4 separate regions of the Mus musculus genome follow, and regions 2, 3 and 4 are each linked to region 1. The links are chromatin contacts, called in public HiChIP or PLAC-seq maps. All regions are on one chromosome and are shown on one strand. Each heading gives the region's core, a stretch centred on a gene start, on an enhancer-like site or on the middle of the called end of the contact. The rest is flanking DNA. Distances are from core to core; before and after follow the strand shown. Region 1 holds the start of Avl9 (AVL9 cell migration associated). Region 2 holds the start of Gars (glycyl-tRNA synthetase). Region 3 overlaps Vopp1 (vesicular, overexpressed in cancer, prosurvival protein 1). Region 4 holds the start of Aqp1 (aquaporin 1).

What was found. HiChIP or PLAC-seq counts read pairs in DNA pulled down with a chosen protein or histone mark.
Region 2: a contact with region 1 is called in a FOXA1 HiChIP or PLAC-seq map of pancreatic cancer cells. The contact joins the promoter of Gars here to the promoter of Avl9 in region 1. A contact is called at or near these places in 1 of 39 promoter capture datasets (hippocampal neurons), 1 of 115 datasets of contacts at active chromatin or transcription factors (pancreatic cancer cells) and 1 of 9 other capture datasets (embryonic stem cells).
Region 3: a contact with region 1 is called in an H3K4me3 HiChIP or PLAC-seq map of bone marrow-derived macrophages, with 4 times the contacts expected there. The contact joins the enhancer-like site here to the promoter of Avl9 in region 1. A contact is called at or near these places in 4 of 39 promoter capture datasets (the 3T3-L1 cell line, the HPC-7 cell line and hippocampal neurons), 3 of 115 datasets of contacts at active chromatin or transcription factors (bone marrow-derived macrophages, large pre-B cells and pro-B cells) and 1 of 9 other capture datasets (liver).
Region 4: a contact with region 1 is called in an HNF4G HiChIP or PLAC-seq map of pancreatic cancer cells. The contact joins the promoter of Aqp1 here to the promoter of Avl9 in region 1. A contact is called at or near these places in 3 of 39 promoter capture datasets (the 3T3-L1 cell line, hippocampal neurons and liver) and 1 of 115 datasets of contacts at active chromatin or transcription factors (pancreatic cancer cells).

The regions. Positions count from the first base shown.
Region 1 is chr6:56,712,972-56,716,389 of GRCm38.p6, forward strand. It overlaps Avl9 (AVL9 cell migration associated), which reads left to right and starts at 1,934. Exons shown (of 16, transcript NM_030235.1): 1 at 1,934-2,243. The coding sequence starts at 2,151.
Region 2 is chr6:55,036,335-55,039,876 of GRCm38.p6, forward strand. Gars (glycyl-tRNA synthetase) reads left to right here and starts at 1,667. Exons shown (of 17, transcript NM_180678.3): 1 at 1,667-1,899. The coding sequence starts at 1,708.
Region 3 is chr6:57,767,493-57,770,955 of GRCm38.p6, forward strand. All of the region lies in intron 3 of Vopp1 (vesicular, overexpressed in cancer, prosurvival protein 1), which reads right to left. Among named protein-coding and RNA genes, the nearest start is that of Vopp1, 56 kb to the right of the region's middle. Within about 2 kb of position 1,534, at least 49 of the 459 cell types and tissues checked have an H3K27ac peak or open chromatin away from gene starts, as enhancers often do. A contact at or near this core is called in bone marrow-derived macrophages, where this site is marked.
Region 4 is chr6:55,334,575-55,337,928 of GRCm38.p6, forward strand. It overlaps Aqp1 (aquaporin 1), which reads left to right and starts at 1,725. Exons shown (of 4, transcript NM_007472.2): 1 at 1,725-2,300. The coding sequence starts at 1,917.

The DNA of each region.
Region 1 (3,418 bases), core at 684-3,183:
AAGTATAGCTCAGATTAAAGTGTGTACCACCACACCCGGATTTGGAACTTGTTCTGTCCCAGGTTGGCCTTGAACTCAGAGATCTGCTTGCCCCAATCTGTTGGGTTTTCAGGTGTGTACTACCTTGCCTGGGCCTAAGCTTTTCATAGCCACCATGCCTTAAGATCTGGATCAAAAGTGTATGTCATCCCATGTCAAGATCCAGGTCAGAAGCCTATGTCTTCCAGCCTCAAAAACTCGATCACAGATGTGCCTATCATTTCTGGATTGTAGTTCATTCCAGATGTAGCCAGGAATAGCCATCACACTCTCCAATGTGAAAAGTTTGTCTTTTCTTACAGTTTTAATAACCATATGCCTTCTTTATCTCCTCTCCCCGTCTCAGGTCCTTCATTAGTTTATCCAGATGTACTCAGTTTAAACACTGCCTATTCTGTACTGGTTGATCTTTTCCAGCCACATCCTAAATCAGCATGAGTTAGGACCTCAGCTAAAATGGAAAAGCCAACAACCACCATTACCACCACCACCTGGCCATCCTGAACAGGTGTGCTTGTTCCTGCGGTTTTTTTGGACTATGACCCTTATCATCATCATCATCATCATCATCATCATCATCATCATCATCATCATTTATTGTCCTTGTTGTTGTCGTCATTTTTCGAGACAGGGATTCTGTGTAGCCCTGGCTGTCCTGGAACTTGCTCTGTAGGCTAGGCTGGCCTCAAACTCAGACATCTGCCTGCCTCTGGAGTACTTAGGTTAAAGGTGTGTACTTCCAAGCCTCGACTAATTTTAAAGTTATAAAGCTTTACGGGGTCATTTTACTTTGTGAACACATTTCTCTCTCTCTCTCGATTTATTTTATTTATATGAGTCCTCTGTAGCTGTCTTCAGACACACCAGAAGAGAGCATCAGATCCCATTACAGATGATCCATTACATACCATGTGGTTGGCTGGTGGGAATTTAACTCAGGACCTCTGGAAGAGCAGTCGGTATTCTTAACCGCTGAGCCATCTCTCCAGCCCTGTGAGCACATTTCTAACACTATGTAACCCACAGTTGGCTTGAAATTTGCAAACCTCTTACTTCAGCCCCTCAAGTTGTGGCATTACACACTTGCATAAAAGAAACTGTACGTATAAAAATTAAATGAAAAAAAAATCTAGCCGGGCGTGGTGGCGCACGCCTTTAATCCCAGCACTCGGGAGGCAGAGGCAGGCGGATTTCTGAGTTCGAGGCTAGCCTGGTCTACAGAGTGAGTTCCAGGACAGCCAGGGCTACAAGAGAAACCCTGTCTCAAAAAACCAAAAAAAAAAAAAAAAAAAAAAAAAAATTCTAGAGTGAAAGTAAAAAAAATTTTGAGTAAGCAAGAAACTTAACTTCAACGTTGAATACATGAGATACCAAACCTCATGAATATGTCTTCTTGCTAAACATTTAAAAATCAAGACTGAGAGATCCCACGGAAGATTTAAAGAGTGAAGAGGAAATACGTTTATAAATAAGTAAAACTGGTAAAAAGGAGGAGTAACGATATTTCATGAAGGAAAAATAGATTTTAGAAGGAAGTGATTTGACAAAGATCGTAGGGAGAAAGGAGCAGGTTTAAGAGTCAGCCAAATCAACCCCCTGTGCACACCACTTCACCACTGCACAGGGTCTGTGTCTGTCTGCCCTACCTTGCCCTGCCCCGCCCCGTCCAGCTCCGCCCCGCCCCACCGGTCGTGTAGGCCGCGCCTTCAGCTGGGGGTCCTCTTCCTTCAGGCCAGCTCTCGAGCAGGCCCCGCCTCTCCTGTTATACAGCCCCTCCCCTCTCCGCCTCCTTTTCCTTTAGACCCGCCCCCTGATCAGGCTCCGCCCATGCCGCCTCAGACCCAGCCGGGACAGGGGCCTCAGGGTACCGCCCCGCGCTGCCGGAGGCGGCTGTAGCGTCAGGTGACAGCCCGGAAGCTGCGGAAGCGGATGAAGCAGAGAGGTGGAGGCCCGGTGGGGCTCCGCGGAGGTGAGGGAGCTGGTCGGCGGCCCCGGAGCTCGTGGCGCAGCGCGTATGCGGCGCTCAGGCTGACATCCGAAGGCTGCCGCTCTGGGTCGTGCGGCCGGGCCTCGGCGTTTGGAGTCGCGGCGGGGGCCTCCGGCGAGCGTCCATGGAGAAGTCTGGGCGTGAGAGTGACGGCGCCCCCTGCGGGCCTGTCCTGCACATCGTGGTGGTCGGCTTTCACCACAAGAAGGGCTGCCAGGTGAGGACCGGCCCGCGCCTTCTCGGCGCCCCGCGGCCTTCCTCGCGGTGTGCCTCCGGGGACTGCGCGACGAGCCGCGGGGGTTCGGGTTTAGCGGAAGAATGACGGGCGAGCCTTGTGTTCCCTGTCAGTCTCCACCAACCTGCTGGGTGTCTACCCATAAAGGAGCTCTTGAGGAAAACTCGGTGTTTGGACGCCGGCACGTTACGAGCTGTGGGTTTCCACACGAATGCTCAAGTAGACTGACGCACTTGTAAGCTCCGCTCGGCTTCCTTTGTTTATCTCTTGCGAGCCTTGGAATCTGTAGTTTGGGGTTAGCGACCGGCCCCGCCCCCTTCTCTTTGTGCCATTTCAGATTTGATCCGGCCCAGAGCTATTCTTTTGGTTAGGTTAGCCCTCCAAATCGCTTGCAGTAAGTAAAAATGTAATTTGTCAAACAGATAGTGCAAATGGAGCCAGCTTCTTAAATGACTCTTCACCCTACCGTCTGAACCGAGCGTTTGCTTTGTGTTGAAGGCAAAGGAGCAAAATAGAATAGGTTTGTTTAGCCTAAACAAACACTGGAAGCCAATGATGTCATAATGTGCTAGTGAATATATATATTGAATACTTAAGGTGTTGAAAAAAACGGATTGCTTCTAGCAGAAAACGAAGCACTTGGTTTCTTTTCTTTCACAGAGAATGTAACATTAGATTTATTTACAGAAGTTCAGTTAGTTAGAAGATAACAAAAGTAGTGAAGGGAGTGGAGAAGTGATAGCTGCGAGTGTGTGTGTCAGTGTACAGGTGTGTGTCGACTGTTACCTTCAATCTAGGTGTGGTGGCACATGGCATACATCCAGCAAATGGGAGGCTTGGGGCAAGAGAATTATCTTAAATTAGACAGGGTACTTAGACCCTGCCTCAAAAAAATAGACTATTATTTTAAGATGTTATATTCGCTTATCCTCAGAAAGATATGGAATAACACTAAAGAGAGAGTAACACTATTGTGTATGATATTAAGAAGTTTTTTTAGTACTTCCTGATTACAGCCTTTGAACTAACTAGTTGCTTTATAAGCTAGGAGTAAAGTAACAAAATGACAAAAATCATACTAAAAAAAAAAAAAGATTGCTGAGATTATACTGTTATGAAAAACAGCCCCGGAGTCAGTCAGAAGTTGTAACTTTGCA
Region 2 (3,542 bases), core at 417-2,916, 1.7 Mb before region 1:
CATTGCTAAGGGAAATTTGCAGGTCAGCAGCAATGGGCCAATTCCCTGGGACAAGGGGTCTGGTCTGTGCCTGGATTAGTCCATGGGTTCCCCACACTGCAAGCTGCTAAACCATGGGTAAAGGTCTGTCTGGACTTGTTCCTGGCTTGCTCAAACAGGCCCATATCATGCCAGTCACTGGGAAAATATGCATGAGACTGCCAAGCATGTAGCCATGAGAACGAATTTCGGACCTGACTCCTGGAGACTGGGGTTTGGAGTTATTTGTAGATAAAGAAGCAGGGTGGCCTGAGGTGTCAGAAAAGTGACTATAGGTGAAGACTAAGGACGCATCAGCGATCTTTGTCAGGACCCCTTCACTGGATCTATGTTTCTAAACAATGGTGGCAATAGCATGTTCTGAGTGTGAAATTTTAAGCCTCCAGATTTCAAAAGGTCACCCTTGGATATCTGTGCAGGCTGCAGGAAAGGGCCAGGAACTTAAACTGGTTTACACCTTCAAGTTCCTGAAAAACACCAAGATTGCCACAGCACCCCAGGTGTTATATCCAGTAAAGCTAATAAAAATACGCGTGATCCCTAAAATTGGCAGTAAAAGCAACTTGGAAGCAAATGAAGAGCGTCACAAACCTCCTCTTGCTTAACTTTTGTCTTGGGGATACTGGGTAAACTAGTAACTACCTTGTGTCTGGTTCTTCACCCTAAAAAACAGCATCAAAGATTTCTGGGAGTTGAGAACGTGTGGTCTCTCACTGCATGGAGTTGGGTTCTCTGAAAGAGGGCCTTGAGCCAGGTTCATTGCCCTCTAGACTGTCCACTGTGTAAAAAACCAGCTAACCAATCACAACAATAGCACAAGGATAATGATGGTCTTCTTGATATTTGTGAAACTGGAAGGTGGTATCTCCCGGTTGGGCCCATCATCTGGCTGACTGGCTGTGAGGTGTCCACAAGTTTGGGAGCATCCAACCTATATAACTTCTGCAAGAGCTTTGAGGCTAGAGTTCCCCTGACTGCTCCATGAGGTGGTTATCCAAGTAAAATCACTTTTCCTTTGCCTCTACACCTTGTCTTTCAAATTAACTGGCATGCCCTGAGAAGAACAGCAACTCTGATTCCTATAAATAGTCCGAGGAACATTGGGTCTTGAGCAATATTTTTGTTTTTGCTGTTGTTGTTTGTTTGTTTCTTAAAGACAGAGGCTCACTGTGTATTTTAGGCTGGTCTTGAACTCACGATCCTCCTACCTCGTCTTCCCAAGTGCTGGGATTACGGATGTGCATCACCATGACCCACTAGAGTTATAGTAACTCTAGGTTCCGATTTTATGTGACTTTATATACTCTTCTAAACAATGGGCTGAGGAAGAAGCAGAAGTATGGGTGTTCCAGTGGGGCGATTCGAGCGTCTGGGACAACAGAGAAGCCCACGATCTAAAGGTGCTCGGGCATCTAGGTTAGGACTGCACTCTCAGAAGCCATGTCCTTCTGTGCATTTGTCTGGAGCGTCCTCTTCACACATTTTTGAGCAAGTTGGTGCCCTTCCGGGTTCTCTGCCGAATCTGCGGTTGCAGACGCGGCGGCTGCGCGCGCCTGCGGGAAGTGCGGCTGCGCGCGCCTGCGGCCTGGCTGCGCTATTTCATCATGCACCGGGCGGGCCGCGCGCCGCTTCCGTAGCCGCCCTGCGCACCGCCTAGGCGGCGTGCTCATGCCCTGTCTGCTCCCCTCGCTGCTCAGAGCCACCCGCGCCGCGCTGCCGCTCCTGTCGCCGCCCCGAGTGGTCGCAGCGTCCGCGTCTCAGCGGCTCCTCAGCGCTCCCGCGCAGCCCGCCGCCTCCCGGAGCAGCATGGACAGCGCGGAGGAGCTGCTGGCCCCACTGCGGCTAGCCGTGCGCCAGCAGGTACCGACCCTCGCCCGCAGCCGCGCGCCGCACCCCGCTCCTGTCCGTCCTTCCCCTGTCCCCGCGCTGCGTCGGCATCCGTGATCCTTGGGCCTCGTGCCCTCTCTGCGTACCCCGAATCCAGCCGTAGGCTTCGCCTCCCTCTTTGAGCGCCCCGATGGCTCGGCTCAGCGGCAAGCTGATGCTGCGCGCTTCTTTTCTTTAGTCTTGGGGATGCTTTGGGAAGCGTTCCCTTCTCTTTATCTTCCTTGCTTCAGTGTTTAGCCTGAGGACTGGCTCACGGTCGAAACGTGGCTATGGGGAGGTGTCGACCCCCCACCCCCCTCCAATACTGATGCGAATTCATGATCCCTCTCCTGTCATCTTTCTGCCTTCTGAAGAGAGTGTCTGGAACCAGCGAGCTTTCGGATCAAGCTGGAAATTGTAGATGGACTGACCGAGCCACTCAGTGAAGTCATCCATTCTTAGGGTGGAACACCTGAAAATGTCATTTTGCGGAAGGGAAGGGAGGTTTCTTAGCTGGAGAATCTGGGGATTTAATGCAGATCTCCTTTTTTTACTGTAGCACTGAGTGGTGGTGATCAGACTTAAGAGGGAAAGGAGAAAAGTATTTGGAATGATACCCACACCCAGTGAGAGCCAGAGCTTACAGTAGGGCCCGGCATCCATGACCTACTAGCTGTAAACACCGGTCGGGTTGCGCCTGCTCTGGCGCCTGATGCAATCGTTTGTCTAGCTAAGGAGGGTGGAATCCTGTCTTAAGGATAATTCATTGGAGCTGAGGTGCTGCAGCTTCGAGGAATTCTGCCACTTTGCTCCAGTTTGAGCCCGACTCAGTTAATAGGCTTTCATTTTGATTTTCACTATGGGCTTTATTTTTTCTTTTTTTAATTGTATGTTCTGTACATTCAGTCTCCATCCACCTTCCACTCCCCACATAAATGTATGTGTGACTCCTTTGTTGTTTTGTTGTGACCTAACTCCTTCCTTTGGAACAATACATCTAATTTTGGGGGAAAAAAAAAAGCACACACTGCAAACCCCTCCCTCTGCCACGTTAGCCTGGAACTGCAGTACATAGTATTCCTCTGTAGTAAGACTGAATGTAGTTAACTTCAGGACGCATTGATCATGGAGAGCCTTCCTGTACAGCTTGTGTGACCTTCATGTCCTTTGTTGTTGGTTTTGACTTGTTTTTTTGGTTTTATGTGTTTGTTTGATAGGGTTTTTGGTTTTTTTTTTTTTTTAACTTTGGGATATTTTCCCAATAGTTGAATTAATTTATTTAAGTTAGTTTGGACTTTTTTCTTTTCTACTTTTCCAGAAGTACATATACACTGATTAGTTGCGTGGAAAATTTGAGTCATACTGAGTCCAGTGTCACTGGAAAGAGTTTGAAGATCATCTAGTTAAACGGTTTTCCTCTTGGACATGTATGGAAAAATGGAGTGCAGTCCATGTCACACGTTTTCATTGTAAAGCCTGGGCAGTTGAAGACTTACTGAGGTGTCGTTTGGAGGTGTTAAAGGATCGCTCTTAACAGTGGCGTGCATTTTGAAGGGGGGTGTTACCAGAAATAGTTGTGCCCCAAAGTAAAATTCAAACTGGTTTCTCTTAAGTCTGAGCTTGACAGATTCACAGGG
Region 3 (3,463 bases), core at 284-2,783, 1.1 Mb after region 1:
CTAGAGAAGCCCAGGAATCTTAAGCACTGAATGTTTACAGAGAGAAGAAACGTATGGGTCAGCCAAGGGCGCTTATGTTTTGACTAGGGCACTTCAGAGTCCATTTCTAGGCATTCTGGCTATATCTTCAGTTGTAACTTGTGCCATAATTGAAACTCTGATAACCTAATCAACTCTTTGGCAGCTGGCACTCTGGCCTTGTAAGAGCAAAGTTGTGGGACTCACAAATGCTTCAGTCTGTGTGAGATACTGCCAAACACCATGCATAGCCTCACTGTTACCCCACCACTAGCAGGTGCCCTAGCCTAGAAATCAAAAGCACATAGATCCCTGTAAGATCTCTCTCTCTCTCTCTCTCTCTCTCTCTCTCTCTCTCTCTCTCTCTCTCACAGCCAGGCATGGTGGAGCACGCCTTTAATCCCAGCACTCGGGAGGCAGAGGCAGGCGGATTTCTGAGTTCGAGGCCAGCCTGGTCTACAAACTGAGTTCCAGGACAGCCAGGGCTATACAGAGAAACCCTGTCTCGAAAAACAAACAAACAAACAAACAAACAAACAAGATCTCTCTCTCTCTCTCTCATTTCTCAACACCCATTCTGACAAGTTTAACCATTTTTAGAGACATTCCTAATAACCCTAATATACTGCATATAATGCATACCCATGACTCCTCCTAGGATTAGGGTTCTTTGCACTGTAGTCCTGCCTCTTCCATTGAGCCTCAGAAAGAAGATTACTAAATGAGGGCATGCCTTGAATCCAGGCCATAGGCTGAAGTGTCCTTTGCTGTGTTTCCTTTTTGTTTTGAGATAAACAAATTCTTACATTTGGAAGTTTGGGCAGAAAAGTTCATCTTCTTTTCCAGAGTTGTACTTACTTCATTTTAAGTTGGTGTTTTCCCAGTACATAGTGCTGGGTCCCATAAAGACAATCTCTTTCAATTATATCCTGTGTGTGGAACACCTTCATACCCCACTAATCTCTTTCCTGTAGTCTTCTTTCACACTGTGTACGGAAATGTTTTTATGTGTCTATAAGTAAATCTAGGGAACAACTGAAAGAACACATGTAATGCTTGTCTCAGTCTGGCTTGTTTTGCTGAACGTCTTGATCTTGTGAATGAGAATTCCAGTGAAGAAGCTGTGTCTGTGAGATCAACTAGAACTGTAATGATGTGGAGAGGCCGGAATGTTGCAGGTCCAGAAGCTAATGACTTGGACTAGCTTTAGTGTCTAAATAGGTATTATTTCTGACCTCTGTGACAGGACTAACACCCTGCAACTGATAGAGGAAACCCTTTTGGAATGTATTAAATTTATTGGATTCCTACCTTCTACCAACCCAAAAGCTAAGAATGTCATCAGACAGCATCTGAAGCCTACAGAAACGCTTCTCCTCTCTCTCTGATGTAACCACCAATGCATTTTAAAATTGTTAGGATTCATGACTTTCATTGAAAGTAGAGCACAGATCTTCTGAGGCACTCTGTCTAAACCCGTGTTCTCAGTTCTTGGAAACTGTGCATGCACTCCAAGGACAGCACTTCCTGATGTTGGCTGAGCCCTCTGGCGTGTACACTTGGGTCTCTCATGTTCCATTGTGCTGTTTCCTTTTTTTCCTTAAACTAGTATTGATGTGTCATCATCCACTTTACAGTATGGTTGCTCTTCAATAATCCTCAGTTCAGTTTACGTTCTACCTATTTTAGCAGCCTATGCGTGGGTATTGTGAAACAGGTTAAGAAAGGTCAGGTTGTCTCTTGAGAGCCACATTTGTCTGTAAACATTTGTCTTCTCATTTCTCTTGATAAAGTTCCTTACAACGTCACAACGGCCCTCGTTCCCTGGTAAGAAAGGGTTGTGGTACATAAAAACAGTTTAGTTCCTCTAAAGCAGTAGTTCTTAACCTTTGGATCATGACATCTTTGGTTGAGCAACCCTTTCACAGGGGTCAGATATCAGATATCCTGCTTATCTGATATTTACACTATGACTCATAACAACAGAAAAATTACAGTTATGAAGTAGCAACAAAAATAATTTTATGGTTGGAGGTAACTACAACATAAAGAACTTATTGAAGGGTCGCAGCATTTGGAAGGTTGAGAATCACTGCTCTTGAGGAATGGCCTTGTGTGATGTCTTACAAGATCAATGGTTACACCATAAAGACCCTCTAGCCTACACTAGGTGTGATATGACTGCAGCCCCCCCTTTTTTTTTGACTTAAAATACAGACAAACAAGCCCTAACCTCCTTTGTCTCTGTACGAAAAATCTCAGGTATAAGTCTACTATTGGTCAGCTGGCTAGAGGACTCACTATGTTCTCAACTTAATAAAGCATAATATGTAGCTTTTTCACATTTGAGGCTCCAGTGAGATCTCCCACACCAACAGAGGACTCAGCCTTCCTGTCTAAGGAGAAGTTTCAGGTGAGGAACCTCCTGCAAACAATACAGGACCACTGAAACCAAAAAGGTCTGAAATGACTTCAGTGTTGCCAGACAAAATGGATGAATCCTTCTAAAACCCCTAGGAGGTAAGTCTGTGTACTGAACTCAGGTCTCTTTAGAAAGTTTGGGCCTCTCCTAGGGCTCTTAGAGGAGCTCTCTTAGGGAGAAGGACAGGACTTTGAGGATCCTGTTTTGGGAATGATGGGTAGGCCTGTTGGGGAGCACTCTTAGAGTTGAGGAAGACATGATGCTTTGAGAAGGCTTAAGGCTTGTGAAGAAAACTCATGATGAGGCTCCTTCTTTTGTCCTCCTGTGCCAAGTTGGGATACAAACGGTAGAAGGCTTGGTTTTCTGATTCTGCCTCTCTATCTGATAGTTAAATTATGATTCAAAACAGTAGAAAATTATAGTTATGAAGTAGCAACAAAAATAATGTTATGGCTGGGCGGGTATGTAACCACAATATGAATAAAGATCCAGTTTTTGTTTGGCTTTTAGTCTGGATGAAGGACCAGCTGACTGTATAAATGATGTGACAATGTGCACTCAGAGTGACCACAGGTACAAGATCCTTTTTTGGGGAATGCCCAGCCCTTAGCTATGTGGCTCAGGAGAGAGGCTGGAGGTAGGATCTACACTAGGTCCTAATGCTTGCATTTCTACTTTGTCTTTAAACCTGCTTCCCCTATCTGAGAGGGGACATTCTTCCTGTTTTGAGGACTCCTTTGCCTTATGCCTGTGGTCTGCCTTTGTTTCTGTCCCACAAAGCCTCAATACTCTTGCTTTTACTTCTCAGTTTTACAGAGATCGACACCTGGGGTGGGGGACACAACATGATGCCAACATTTTTTGAGTACTATTGTCTGGTTTTCATAGTTTTCTGTTTAATGGTCTCTAGTTTACCATGCTATCATCATTCTGCAGCTTGGTATCTTTATAAAAAAAAAAACCAAAACACCTTATTAAGCTTTTTATATTGTTAGCCTTCCTCTTTAGACACACACAAATTGG
Region 4 (3,354 bases), core at 475-2,974, 1.4 Mb before region 1:
GCAGAAAGATCTCTGATTAGAGGCCCCTGGGCCCAAAGAGTGAGTTCCTTGAGGGGGCTGTGTCCCTGGGAAACCTCTCAGAATATAGGATGTGGTAGAGCTTCCAGGAAGTGCCTGCTCCATCATCCTGACTGCCTCTCTAGAGGGTTAATAAGTCTTTGATTGCATCCAGCTGCCAAGCAGCCACTACACCACCTTTCTACTCAGAGCCACTCCTCCTGGCCTTCTAAGTGTTTAGGTGTGTGGTGGTAAATTACTTCCCAACCAGCCACCTGCTCCCATCAAACATAGCATGGGATTTCTGTAGGTCACATCTGGTTCCAGGACTGTGGCTGAATACAACCTGGCCCTTGAGGGACAATGTCATTCTCTGTAGGATAGAAGGTGCTTGGCCCTATCTTGACAGATGTCAGACTCAAAGACATTTCTTCTTTCTCAGTGAGTGTTGTTTTTCCACCTCTGATGGGTAAGAAGCCAATGATTCTGATAAGGACTAAGATGGAAAGAGAGGGACCAATCATAACAGGTCCTACCTTGTGGCCACAGAGAGAGCCTCCCTATGGGCCTGGTATACCTTCCAGCACACTCAAACAGTAGGCAAGTGACCGACCAGTTCTCTGGTCCTTTACTCGGGATTTTGGGGGTACACAGGAAACATGGTGGGTGCTTTGTCTGCCCCCACCTCCTCTCCACCCCTCCTGGTGTTGGAAAGTGCCTCTGGTCTCCCTTACCTTCCTCTCTCCTCTTTCTCTATCTAGATTCTTGTCCGGCCTATGTCTCCTCTGCTCCGTTTGTCTCTTCCTGTTTCTGACGTGCTGTTTTTTCCTGTGATGCTAGTGACTGAATCCAGTGCCCAGTTGAATATTGTATGCGTGAGCACATCCATAGCCTGGCCGCTGTCTCCTGCAAGGCTGGAAACCTCTTCCACTTTCCACCATCACTCGGATAATGCTTCCTGTTGCTCTGCCTATCATCCCATCACTGCATCTGTCTCTTAGCCCCAGCCCATGTCTCCCATTCGCTCCTTTTCAGGTCCAGCTGTCATTCCTTCCATCTCTTCAGTGACCTGCTAGCTACTTTATCTATTAGAGAAAAAAAAAAAGCCTAAGCAACATTATCTTCCCCACCCCCTCTCAAATCATGGCCTCAAATTGTTTTAAGTTTGAGGAATTGGGGGAGTTTTCCAGCAACCTTGCTTGGCTAAGGTCTGCCATTGTCTAAAGAATGATAGGTGGCTCCCAGAAAGCTTCTCTACTCCCATCAATGAGGCCCGGGGGGCGAGGACACATCCCCAAAGTGACATGCAGCTGCTTGGCCCAGGCCAGGACATTGGAGGCCAGACTGGCCCACAGATTTCTCAGCCTGAGAACTTCAGATTACTAACTCTGCTCAGAGTGGGATGGGACAGGCAGGCAATTTCTGGTGCCACCTCCAGGGAGGGCAATGTCCGTCTGGGGAGTCCAGACAACCCCTATTCCCCACCCCTTCTAGAGTGCCAGCCTCTGCCCTCAGGCACCCTTGAGCTTTGCAGGCTGGGCGGGGACACCTGGATTTCTCTGGCCCCCTGAGAAGAGCCAGCTTGGAAGAATTTCCCAAAGCCTATTAGAGCAACGGTTGCCTCCTGCCTCCTTACGCTGGGCAGGGCCGAGGGCTGAGGCGGGTGGAGGGAGCAAGGGAGGGCAGGAGGGGGAGAGGAGGAAGGAAAAAGTTGGCAGGCAGACAGCAGAGCCCTGTCTGCATCCATCGCAGCGAGGAGGCTCGTGTGGTGTGGGGCGGGCCAGGAGCAAGGAGAGGCCTTCCTCCCTTTGTGCTCCCCCCACCCAGCCCTATAAATAGGCCCAGCCCAGGCTGTGGCTCAGCTCTTGGAGGGAGTTGAGCACCAGGCATCCAGCGGTTAAGTCGAGGTCCCTGCCAGCATGGCCAGTGAAATCAAGAAGAAGCTCTTCTGGAGGGCTGTGGTGGCTGAGTTCCTGGCCATGACCCTCTTCGTCTTCATCAGCATTGGTTCTGCCCTAGGCTTCAATTACCCACTGGAGAGAAACCAGACGCTGGTCCAGGACAACGTGAAGGTGTCGCTGGCCTTTGGTTTGAGCATCGCTACTCTGGCCCAAAGTGTGGGTCACATCAGCGGTGCTCACCTCAACCCTGCGGTCACACTGGGGCTCCTGCTCAGCTGTCAGATCAGCATCCTCCGGGCTGTCATGTACATCATCGCCCAGTGTGTGGGAGCCATCGTCGCCACGGCCATTCTCTCGGGCATCACCTCCTCCCTAGTCGACAATTCACTTGGCCGCAATGACGTGAGTGGGGTATCTTAGGCTTAGGGTGTCTGTAGGAGAAGACAGAGAGGGAGCTGGCTCCATTTGCCTACTGTACAAGGGGGATACTGAAGAACAGAGAGAAGGATGAAGGTTTCTGGAGTCATGCTGAGAACTGGGGCTAGAACTCAGTTGTACTGCATGGTCTCTTTGCTGGTTGGTGCTGTGAGAATGGAGGAGCTAGACAATATGGTTGTGCCAAAGTCCCCTGCAGAGTAGCTACTGCCAGGAATGAGCTGGAGGGGCAGCTAGGTGCATGCCAGCAGTTCCTCCCCTCTTCTGAGCTACCTGAGCAGTCACCTTCCCCCTTTGCAGTCCCGTGCACTAGGCAACCTCTACCTACTGTCCCGAGTACATTTTCTCCAGCTACCCAGTGTGTTTAAAGCCACTTCTGCAAGTGTCTGAGTGTGACTCTCTTGATAAGTTGCCTGGGCTTCTAATCGGCTTCTAATCCTTAGCCAGGTCCCCAAATCAACTTCCTCAGAAAGTCAGGAGACAGCCCCCTTTCCTCCCTCTACCCCCAATAATTAGACAAAGTTGAGAGAACAATACTCTCTCTGGAGCTTTGGGAGAGTTTTCTAGATACCAGTTCAGGAGAAGGGCTCAGCTCAGCAGTCCCTGGCCACTGAACCGTGGGGCATGCTGGCTTGTTGTGTGCGGAGGTGGAAGCGAAGGTGTGTGAGTGTCTGCTTGGGTCCTGAACTTGTGTAAGCTATTTTCACGTTGATGCTGTGTTGTTGGAGAGTGTGTAAGCACTTGTACCCATTGTTCCTGGCTTTAATGATAAGCAGACGCTGGCAACAGTACGTGGCGACTGCTCAACATAACTGTCTTTGGGCTACTCTACATGACTAAGTGGCCTCTGTGGTGGCTGCCTGGCCACTGACCTTTTCCAGTTTCTTAGCTAAGTGCCCATGATGACTGAGTTCACTTGGGTTTAGCAGGAGTATCTGAGTAAGGGTGTAGGGTGTCTCAGAATGGAATAGGCTGGAGTCCCTCACCAGAGGCAAAGACTAACGGCAGAGTGGTAGAATAA